2 separate regions of the Mus musculus genome follow, and region 2 is linked to region 1. A link is a contact called in public HiChIP or PLAC-seq data. All regions are on one chromosome and are shown on one strand. Each heading gives the region's core, a stretch centred on a gene start, on an enhancer-like site or on the middle of the called end of the contact. The rest is flanking DNA. Distances are from core to core; before and after follow the strand shown. Region 1 holds the start of Rcc1l (reculator of chromosome condensation 1 like). Region 2 overlaps Clip2 (CAP-GLY domain containing linker protein 2).

Region 1 (5,729 bases), core at 1,533-4,032:
CTCAGAGATCTGCCTTTCTCTGGCTTTGGAGTGGTGAGAGTAAAGGTGTACACACCGGGCATGGTGTACAGTTCCTCCTTCACCATGCCTGCCTGGATACTGCCATGCTCCCACCTTGATGATAATGGACTGAACCTCTGAACCTGTAAGCCAGCCCCAATTAAATGTTGTTTTTATAAGACTTGCCTTGGTCATGGTGTCTGTTCACAGCAGTAAAACCCTAAGACAACACCTAATGACATCGTTCCACTCACACACCAGCTCCTTGCCAGACTGTTTAGTCAGGAAAGATACTTTGGCATCCGTAAACCGTCTTCATCCTCTTTCATTTTGCCCTCCATAGTCCAGATCTTTTTTGGGGAGTGGGGATGGGATAGGGTTTCTCTGTGTAGCCCTGGCTGCACACAGTCCTGGAACTCACTCTGTAGACCAGGCTGGCCTCAAACTTACAGAGATCCACCTGCCTCTGCCTCCTCGGTGCTGGGATTAAAGACCTGTGCCACCACTGTCCGGCTTTGGTCCATATCGTAAGACACACACACGTCCTCACTTCTTGCCTTGGCTTTCCGGGGTTGGATTGACTTTGCTTTCAGTTTATACTGGGAAGTCAGGTCCCTCCTTGTGAGTATCAAGTGTCTTTCTTGGTCCATGCTCTGCTCTCCTGAGACCTGACCTGAGACTGATCTGGATACTGTAAGCTGAAGCTTATGAATCTTGCAGCCGCATCCTGTGGTGAAGCATCCCCTTTGGGGAAGGACTTCGCCTGGATTCTAAACAACAGGAGGTGTGTCCCTTATCACATGAAAGCAATAGGCCAGCTGACTGCCGGCCTTCTTGGTGATTTACATCCCCACTGTAGCGGAGAGCTCTGTAAAGCTCTTTTCTGGGTGCCCCACCTTTTAGTTTACTTTGCATTTATTTTGTGTGAATGTGTGGGGAGATGCCCATGATGCTGAATCGGCCCGGAGGTCAGAGGACAACTTGCAGGTGTCTGTTCTCTCCTTCGGCCCCCACGTGGTGGTCCTGCCTGGGATTTGGGCTTGGCGGCACACACCTATGCCCTAAAGCCATCCTGTTTGTCCCCCATGTATCCCCTTATCTCATTGGAGGATTTTGCTTTATGAAACAGTGCTACATCCTGGCAAAGCGGTAAGAACGCAGCGATGCCACACTTCACAGACTAGGTGTGTAACATATCCTTGAGCTTGTCTTGGGATTAAGTACACATTGGATGAAGTATGGGGCTTCAGATGGACCTCAGTTGACAGTGTGTTTCTAGCATGCAGGATGCTCTGGGTTCCATCCCAGGACTGTGTAAACTTGGCATAGTGGTGAACACTGGAGATAGGCAAAAAGGTCAAGAGTTCAAGGCCATCCTTGGGTACATAATGAATTCAAGCTCAGCCTGGGCTACATGAGACCCATCTGAAGGAAAACTAATTAGTACGTTCCTGTTTATCAAGAAATACACACTAAGGATGAGCAAAGGGAGTTCGGGGGGAAGGATCCACTCTGTATTAGGGGATAACTTTTAGGAAGCCCTGCCATGGACTGTAGTCTTTATTTCAGGGACTGAATTTCTCTGTGTAGCCTTCATGCTGGAATTGAGATCTAAAGGAAGTAAGAAGGGCCCCTGGAAGCCAGGTGTAGTTTAATCAGGGTTGAACCTGGCACACTGGCATGGGTCTGTAATCCCATCACTTGGGAGGCTGGGGTAGGAGAACTGTAGTGAGGTAGAGGCTAGCCTGGGTTACAGAGTGAGACCCTGTCTTAGAAAAATATTCAATTAGAGGGCTGGAGAGAGGGCTCAAGAGTTAAGAACACTGTGCAACAACAATGACAAACAAAACAAAATACTGTTTACTCTTCCAGAGGACCAGAGTTCTAATTCTAGCATTCACATGGGGGTGTGTGGGAGTGGGGTATCAACTGTAACTGCAGTTCTAGAGAATCTAACACCCTCTTCTGAGGCCTCCACAGACACTATACACGCAGGGTACACAGATATACATGCAGGTAAAGTACCCATATGCATGAAATAAAACCGCCTAAAATAAACTAAATCAACCAATCAGTGCTGGGTATGGTGGCACACACCATTCAGGAGGCAGGGGCAGGTTTGAGTTATCCTGGTCTACAGGAACAAAGCAAGTTCCAGGCCAGTTAGGGCTAAATAATGAGATTCTGTCACAAACAAACAAACAAACAAACCATATATATTAATAGGTTTTCTTTCTTCTAGGGTGGTTTGCAATTTGCAGCAATATTCCTGCCTCAGCCTAAAGTTGGGGTTACAGGTGTGAACCACTGTGCCCAGCTACCTTCCCCAGTTTTGCTTCCATGAGATAAGCATCTAGGATGTTCCCTCTGTCTCCTTTCAGTATTTATACAAAACACTTCTTGGAATTGGGAGAGTAGTCTGTGTTAACCTATACCCTAAGGATGTGTGAGGACCTGGGTTCAATTCCCAGCTCCACCTAAGTAACTCCACACCAAAACTAACACACACACACACACACACACACACACACACACACACACAGAATTTAAAAAGGGGCAGTAAGAATCATAGAACACTTCACAGACATCTTCAAATAATAGCTTGACACTCATTTAAGTCCCCTACTCATGGATAGACGGTGAAGCCATAGCCTTCTCAAGTCTTTGCTTTCCTGGAGTAGTAATCATCTGCCAATAGTAAACATGGTTGTCTTTCCCTTAGCGCGTCGCCTTCAGCCAGTAGTAAGCATGGCCGTATCTACTTCCGCCAGGCTAGAGGTCAAGGGTGACACAAGATGGCGGCGCCCATAAGCGGTTGAGGCGTGACGCGGAGGATGTTGGCGGCGGCCCGGGCTCTGCGGGGGCCGCGGCCGAGGTGGCCGACACCGGCTCGCGAGCACTGGACACCGGCCGGCCGTTCGCGGAGCCGGCGAGAAGCGGCCGAGGCCGAGGCGGACGTTCCGGTGTTTCAGTACGTGGGCGAGCGCGCGGCTCGCGCCGATCGCGTCTTCGTCTGGGGCTTCAGCTTCTCCGGGGCGCTCGGGGTGCCCAGCTTCGTGGTGCCGTCCTCGGGGCCTGGACCGCGCGCCGGCCTGCGGCCCCGACGCAGGATCCAGCCGGTCCCCTACCGCCTGGAGCTGGATCATAAGGTGGGGGCAGTGGCATCCTCGCTGGCATCTCTTAGGGAACTTTCTTCCCCGCGTGGCCGGATTTCCGGGAGCAATGACCTCCGAGATCCCGGGATCTGCAGAGGGAGGCATGAGGGGTGGCTGCCGAGAAGTCTGTTTCTCCCAGTGCTCCGTCCTTCACTGCTGAGCCTGTTTATCACGTCTGTGGATCTTGGGGTCTCGTTCAGCATTTTTAGCAGTTTGCTTGTGGCTCGAGAGAGTTTGGTGTCTTCCCTTACTTTCTTGCCCATTGGCGTAGCTTGACAATCGCACCAAGGATTCTGCCCTTAGATCATTCGCTCAGGCCCCCCCCCCCCCCAAAAGGCCGGAGCTGTCACCTCCCAGTTACAGAGGATGAAAGGGAGTAGCAGAGAGGTCAAGTAAGGTCCAGGGCCCCACAGCTGGGTGTAAATGGTGGTATTTGTAACTTAGACTAGACAGCTCCCTTGAGGGACGGGACATTCCACAGGTCGGAGGTGTGTCGGCTAGAGTCAGTGATGGGCAGCCGGAAAAGGAGATGCTCATCTGAGCGGTTAGAGGGGAAATAGGAGGTTGCCCATGGAGCTTCTAAGGTGGCTCACGCCTTTAATCCCAGCACTTGGAGGCGGAGGCAGGCTAATTTCTGAGTTCGAGGCCAGCCTGGTCTACAGAGTTCCAGGACAGCCAGGGGTACACAGAGAAACCCTGTCAAAAAGGGGGGGCGGGGAAGAGGCTCACTTTTCAAAAGGGCTCAGCCCGGCAGCCGTGGTGGCTCACATCTGTAGTCCCAGGACTTGGACTGGACGGTTGAGACAAGAGGATTGCCACAAGTTGTACTCTAGCTTGGGCTACACAGTGAGACCCTGTCTTTACCCTCGAAATGCTGTTATTATAGCCGTGTGCAACCGTTTCTGGTTTAAGTGGTGCTGGGGACGGGGAACCCAAGGGTTTTTGCCCTACAAGCACTGTGTCCACTGAGCTACTTTCTCCCTCCCAGTTCTCTTTTCTATACAGAGGTCTTTTTGCTTCTAGCTACCTGGTTGTGTTAACATCTTTAGTTGGAAACAAACAAACAAGCACCCACTCACCCTTTCTTTTGGTAGCAATAAAAAGTATTTATTTATACTTTATAGAAGTGTGGTTTGTGATGGTGGGAGTCAAACCCAGGATTGTGTCACATTGTTAAAGGCAAGTGTTCTACCACTGAGCTATACTGCCAAGCCCTACAGTTTTTTAATTTATTTTTTCTGATGTGTGTATCTTCTACTTTGCAACTTTGCTGCAGTTGTTAAGTGGGTCTATACATTAAAAATATTTTTTATGCCTATGGCATTTTGCCTGCCTGCAACATGTCTGTATCATTTGTGTGCCTGGAGCCCATGGGGGCCAGAAGAGGCTGTGAGAGCCTGTAGATCAGGAACTACGGAAGGCTGTAAGCCATCTCTCCAGCTCTTGGTCCTTTTTGTTTGTTTTTTAGTTTGGTTTTTCAAGACTGGGTCTTCCTATACATAGTTCTGATGGTCCTGGAACTAGCTTGGTAGACCAAGCTGGCCTTGTAACTGACAGAGGTCCACCCACCTCTGCCTCTTGAGTGCTGGGATTAAAGCCACCAACCTGGCCCCAGCCCCTGTTCTTACAGACTTTTGTGTATTTCTTAGTGTTTTTTATGTCTGGGTTGCCTGTGAATAGAGGTAGTTTTATGGACTTGTTTCTAATTGGGTGCTTATTTTCTTTTCCTTGCTTGGTTTAATGGGGTGGAACTTTCATTATAGTGTGAAATTGGATTAGTAAGAGCTAACTCTTTTAAAATTTTGTGTTTTGAGACAGGGAGTTTATACGTAACCCATGTTGGCCTTAATCTCAGTGTGTGGTCCAGAGCGACTTTAAACTTGTGATCTCCCTGCTTTAGAATCCTGCTGCCTGCTGGCATTGCAGGTGTGAGACACCAGACCCGGTCTTATCTAATTCTTGCTTGTGGGGAAGACATTCAGGAACCTCTCCGTAGACTGTGGCTGGAAGCCCCCTCCTGGTACATTATAATGTCAGTGTTAGGGGACACTGTTAGATACTGCTCAAAGCTTCTCACACATGAACAGAATAAATGGCACCGTGTGCCCATCAAATGATTGTTGAGTATTAAATAAACAGGCATCACTAAACATGAGAATAATCTTAGTGTGCTGGGCATAATTTTTAGACCTATAGGGGTCGGTCTGTCTGTCTCTCTCTGTGTATGTCTGTTTGTCTGTCCGTTGCTGTATGCTTGTCTGTGCATCACTTGCATGCCTGATGCCCACATAGGTCAGAAGAAGAGGGCATGCTATCCTGTGGAGCTGGAGCTACAGACAGTTGTAAGCAGCCACGGGCTGGGACTTGAACCCGAATCTTTCCTGCTTCCTCTCATGCCGTCCAGTTAGCTTCAGCCTCCCATGTAGGTCATCTCCGTGGCTCTCAAGCCGAGCCAGAAGGACGGTGGCTCTAGGAGGCTAGAAAATTGCAGTGCTGCAAGGTGTGGTGGCGCATGCCTTCAATCCCAGCAGAGGTGGAGGCAGGAGGCAGGAGGCAGAGGCAGGCAGATCTCTG
Region 2 (5,729 bases), core at 935-3,434, 350 kb before region 1:
TGGGTTTGAGGGGTGGGAAGTGGGGTAGAGAGTGGTGAAGGTGGTGATGGGGGTGGGGGGTGGTAGGCGTTGCAGAAAGCGTGAGCCAAGGAAGATAAACAGCTGAGGGAGCTGCAGTGTGAGGTAAGCCGACAACAGGCTTGCTGGTCCAGTGTGCCCAGTCTCCTCTATAAGATGCCAGAGCCCTTCACATTCATGGCAGGCATTCCAGTAGAAGCTAGCTGAGAGACAGACAGACAGACTGGCAAACTGACACACTGACTGATCTTGCAGAGGAAGTCATTTTGCAGGGGGTAGGAATGGTGATATAAGAGGCCCCGGGGTAGGATTTAACTTGGCTTATGCAGGATAAAAAACAACTGATCAGTCTCGGGGCTGGCGGGGATTTCTTGGTTGGTAAAGCACTTAGCATGCAGGTGAGGGCCTGAGTTTGGATCCCCAGTGTCCATGTAAAACACAGGGCGAGGCAGTGCAACAAGAGAAACCCTATGCTTGCTGGCCAGCTGGCCTAGCTGGATTGGTCCATTCTAGGTACAGACAGACAGACAGACTCTGTCTTGAAGGATGAGGTGCAGAGTAATAAAGCGAGACATCCAATATGGTGGTTAGTTTCAGTTGTCACTTTGATACAATCCAGAACGACATGGTGGGAGAGTCTCATGAGGGATTGTCTGTGTTGGGCTGGCCTGTGAACCTGTCTGCTTGGTTCGTCTCGATTGTTAATGGACCTGGGAAGACCCAGCCTGAAAGCAGACGACACTGTTCTCTGGTTGGAGGCCGTGAACTACGTTGAAAGTAGAGAAAGCCAGCGGGTCGCTGAGCAGGCAAGCGTTCCTTTCTCTCCGCTCTTGCCTGTGCACATGATGTGCGCTGCTGTTTCAGTGTCTGCTATGACTTCTCCACCAGGACAGGCTGTGGCCCGGAATGGCGAGCTAAAAATAAACCCTTTCTCCCTTAAGTTGCATTCGTCAGGGTGTCTTTCACAGGAATAGACATGAAACGATGACGTTCGGTATTGACCTCTGGCCTCTTCTGCATGCATGCGCACGTGTATATGCACATACATGAATATGTTCATACACAAAGATACATGTGGGAGTTGATGGGTGTGGGGGTACCAGAAGTAGGGGGTGAAGGGCAGGGATTCGGGTGTCTTTCCAACATAGGAAGAGCTGTATAGGGTGTGGCCTAGGGGACCCCAAGGTAAATTATCTCCACTGTGAGCATGGACCATGGGGCTGAGGTGAGGACTAGGCCACAGAGGAAATGTACGGTCATCCTGGCGAAGGGTGCATGCTCACTGCCTGTCATAGGGAGGTCACGGAGCCACCGTCCTGAGTCAGGTCACTTCCTCCTTGAGGGTGCTGAGTAATAGGGGGATTGGGAAACTGCATTGTTAGGCTAGTGAGCTCAATCCCTGGACCCATGTGGTACAGAGAGAAATGACTCCAGCAAGTTGTCTTCCAAGAACTATGATGTACACCCCAACATACACCCCACCCCCGTCTCCTAGGCATGCACACAACCAACATCGACATACTACACACAGCAACAAGGACAGAATTCCAGGAGTTGGAAAGAACACTTCTTCTTGCTGCTCTTTTTTTTTTTTAAATATTTATTTATTTTATGTATGTAAGTACACTGTAGCTGTCTTCAGACACACCAGAAGAGGGCATCTGAACTCATTATGGATGGTTGTGAGCCACCATGTGGTTGCTGGGATTTGAACTCAGGTCCTTCGGAAGAGCAGTCAGTGCTCTTAACCACTGAGCCATCTCTCCAGCCCTTCTTGCTACCCTTCTTGCTACTCTTACAGAGGACCCAGGCATGGCTCCCAGCACTTACCTGGTGGATCACAACCATCTGTAACTCCAGTTGTAGAGGATCCAATGCCCTCTTCTGGTTGGGCACTGCACATATGTGGTGCCCACACTTACATGCAATAAAACATCCATAAACAGAAAATAAATATTTTTTTAAAGGATTTTAAGTACAAAGAGACGAGATCTGGCTCCCAGTCGGCTGAACTTCCTCCAGCAGGGGTGGCTCCGTGGATCCTAGTAGCTGGGGAAGTGTACCAGCCAGCCTGGCCCTAGGCCAGGATATGACCTTCAAGGAGAAAGGCCTGTTGTCTCTTCTGGGTTCTTTCTTCATTGGCCCTCGTCAAGTGAGGACCCAGTTTCTTTTATTCCAAGTGCCTGGGATTTAATCCAGGGCTTCACACAGGCCAGACCAGTGTTCCGACACTGAGCCACAACTCCAGCCCCTCTTGGGTGTGTGCGCATGCGTGCGTGCGTGTGTGTGTGTGTGTGTGTGTGTGTGTGTGTAGGTTCTAGGCAGGTGCTGTACTACTGAGTCACACCTGAGGCTCTCGCTAGGAGATTTTAGGCAAACGCTCTAGCATCCTTTGGGGTGTCGGTGCCAAGAGACTTGGGAATAAGTTTAAATAGGAGCTCTAGGGAAAACTGTCCCCATTCCTGCTGGCCCTTCATGTTCTCACTCACCCAAGGAACTGGCCATCGCTCTCCAAAGCAGTGATGGCACTAAGGTTATCCCAGCACTGAGGCTGAAGCAGGCGGGTTAGCGTGGTTGGTAGGGTATGGACTCAGCATGCACAAAGCTCCAGGTTCCATACCAGGTGTGATGCATATCTGTCATCTTGACCTCTGGGAAATAGGGAAAGGGTTAAAGGTTAAAGGCCATCCTTGAGGCTAGTGCCTGGGACGTAAGAGCCCCTGTCCCAAAACAAATGTGTCAATCAGTCGACAAAACAAAGCACCGAGGAGTCTGGGACTCTGTGGGGACACCCAGGACGATTTGAGAGATCCATCTGTGAATTGGCGCCTGCCTTGGGAAGCTAGTCTGTGGCTCCCTCCCAAGGCATGATGTCAGCTTTGGGCAGAGAGGGTCTGGCATGGGAAGCAGCCTGGATGGATGCCACGTGTGGCAGGGAAGGCCTGTATTGGTACCCAGAAGCATGGCACAGGATGCAGCGGGGTCCCAGGGGAGGCTTCAGGGGCAGGTGTCTCCCTGGAATGCAAGTGGAGGAGTGTGGACAGGATAGAGCACCCCTGGAGGATGCTCTGGGAGGACCCAGGTCAGTGTTAGCATCTATCCTGGGCTGAAAGAGAAAAGGGATCATGACTCCAGGTACCGAGTGTGGACTCCATTCTGTTCTGTACAGGGAAGGGAGGTTCTGTTAGGTTATGCACAGCAGCCTTGCTCTGGAGTCTCCTGTAATCTTGTGTGTGTGTGTGTGTGTGTGTGTGTGTGTGTGTGTGTATTCATGCACCGGGTGTGCGCAGCCCAATGCGGAGGTCAGAGGACTGCAGATGTTCGTGATGTTTTTGTCTTGTTTAGGTCTCTCTCTTTTGGAGATAGGATCTTACTGTGTGTGTGATCCTAGCTGGCCTAGAGCTCATGGGATACTGGATCTCTTTCCACCTACTTGTTTATACCAGCTTAGCTGACCAATGAGCTTCCAGGAGGTTCTCCTGTCTCAGTCACCCATGTTACTGTCCAAGCTTTGAGGGCACATGACCATATCCAGCTTTACATGGGTCCGGGGATTCGAACTCAGGTCCTCATGTATGTGTGGCAAATACTTTACCACTGAGCCATCTTCCTCTAGAGTCTCCTTCTAATTCCATGCCTGAGAGGTCCCTTCTGACTGTTGGAAGGTATGCTGGGCAGCTGGGATCTGGGGTTATCAAGCAGGGTGTATGGGCCATAGGCGGCCATTGTACTTCTGTTGTTGAGCTGGGCCTTGAAGGGCTCTCCCTGTGTGCTTCTCACCCATGGTATCAGAGCGTCTGAATAACCCGGGGTGATAGTTCCTTCTGTATCTGAGCCACGCCCCAGCCCTTCGCTGGGAAATTCTAGGCAAGCACCCTGCCAGTGAGCTACATCTGAGCCCCTCGGATGTATGTTTATTTTTCCTTTCCTTCCCTTTCCCTTTTTCCTTCCCCTTTCCCTTTCCCTTTTCTCTCTCCCTCCCTCCCTCTCTCTCTTTTTTTTTTTTGAGACAGGGTTTCTCTGTGTAGCCCTGTCTGTCCTGGAACTCACTCTGTAGACCAGGCTGGCCTCGAACTCAGAAATCCGCCTGCCTCTGCCTCCCAAGTGCAGGGATTAAAGGTGTGAGCCACCACTGCCCGGCGTATGTTTATTTTCTTAAATATATTTTTATATTATTTATTTCCTATGTGTGTGTGGAGGTCAGATGACGGGGTGTAAGGATGAGTTCTCTCCCTCCGCCATGCGCGACTCAAAGGTTGAGCTCATGTTGTCAAGCTTGGCAACAAGTGCCGCTTAAAAAAAAAAAAGATTTATTTATTTTATGTATATGAGTACACTGTAGTGGTCTTCAGACACACCAGAAGAGAGCATCAGATCCCATTGCAGATGGTTGTGAGCCACCATGTGGTTGCTGGGAATTGAACTCAGGACCTCTGGAAGAGCAGTCAGTGCTGTTAACTGCTGAGCCATCTCTCCAGCCCCTGACAAATGCCTCTTGAGTAGCCCTTGAGCCATCTTGCCGACCCTCCTCTCCTGCTGTTGAGATAGCTCCTCTATGTGATCTGGGCTGGCCTAGATCCTGTGGCAACCCTCCTGCTTCACTCTCCTTGATCCTCTGCTCCCTGCCCATCACTTTGGTGCCTAATCTGAGATGTCGTTTGAGGCATTGGGGGGGACCAGGCCTCCTGTTGCCCTTGCTAGTTTCATTCCGCCAAGGTCAAGAAGATTCTTTTAAGGCCGACTCCTCCACTCCCTCCCCTAACCACATCCTAAACTTGTTAATGGCATCAGGATGGGGAAGCCAAGATGAGCTTTTTCTGGGGCTATGTGGCAGGGGGCAGGGCTGCCTCCGAACACTCCTAACGTTCTGTCCACTATTGATCTGGGAGGCGGGGACCAAGGCCAGCGCCTGCCTGCCTGCCGGGCTCTATGGCCGGTGCCTGAAGCTGCTCCATGGGAGGCTGGCTCTGCTCATTTCAGGGTAAGAACCTGTCACACCCTCCCCAACCCTTCTCATTCTCGGGTCCCCCCAGCTTGCTGCAGGCTCCGAGTGGGGGTACAGAAGGGGATTATGAATAGCATTCGACTCCGGAAGGATACTGAGCCATTCTGATGGTGAATGCCTTCAGGGAAGAAAGGTACAGAGGCAGCCTCGCTGGCCTGGTGCCACAGGGTGGAGGTGTTCAAACTACGGAGGACTCTTCCTGTGTATGGGACGGACTGTGGGGCTGTGAGGCTGGGAGCTGTCCGAAGGCTGATTGAATCAGGGATGTCATTCCGGGAGGTCTGTTATTCCTTCCTTCCTGGCCTGTGCCTTTGAGAGCCCCTGGGGAGAGTAAAAGGCTTGGAACAGAAAGCTAGCTACTCAGGGCATCAGAGCGTGTATGTATGTTTCTTGCTGGGAGTGCAGTGGGGGGAAATGAGCCTCCCTAAGGGGAGGGGAGAAGGTCTGTCTAGAGGGGAGTTGGTGTACAGTCAGTTCCTGGAGGTTAGTAGCCCAGCAGGTAGGTTCTGCAAACTAAGAAGACACAGCACCATGGCGTTGGAGGAGGGGGAGGGGTGTCAAGTGAGGGGCTTGTGGGGGCTGCTGGGTGAGGGGTTGTTAGAGTTGACACAGGTAGACGTTCAGGCTTCTTTAGGTGCCACCAAGAAGAAACTGTAGATCTGTGGCAAGGTGACCCATGTCACATAGTTCAGTATATCTCACTGGC

Evidence for each region. HiChIP or PLAC-seq counts read pairs in DNA pulled down with a chosen protein or histone mark.
Region 2: a contact with region 1 is called in an H3K4me3 HiChIP or PLAC-seq map of bone marrow-derived macrophages, with 2.4 times the contacts expected there. The contact joins the enhancer-like site here to the promoter of Rcc1l in region 1. A contact is called at or near these places in 3 of 39 promoter capture datasets (the HPC-7 cell line, pre-B cells and stem cell-derived epiblast-like cells), 2 of 484 Hi-C or Micro-C datasets (CD8 T cells and nephron progenitors), 10 of 115 datasets of contacts at active chromatin or transcription factors (bone marrow-derived macrophages, craniofacial prominence, embryonic forebrain and 5 more) and 2 of 9 other capture datasets (adipose tissue and liver).

The regions. Positions count from the first base shown.
Region 1 is chr5:134,173,820-134,179,548 of GRCm38.p6, reverse strand. It overlaps Rcc1l (reculator of chromosome condensation 1 like), which reads left to right and starts at 2,782. Exons shown (of 11, transcript NM_033572.2): 1 at 2,782-3,149. The coding sequence starts at 2,835.
Region 2 is chr5:134,528,221-134,533,949 of GRCm38.p6, reverse strand. The region is part of intron 2 of Clip2 (CAP-GLY domain containing linker protein 2); the gene reads left to right. Among named protein-coding and RNA genes, the nearest start is that of Clip2, 21 kb to the left of the region's middle. Within about 2 kb of position 2,184, at least 74 of the 459 cell types and tissues checked have an H3K27ac peak or open chromatin away from gene starts, as enhancers often do. A contact at or near this core is called in bone marrow-derived macrophages and microglia, where this site is marked.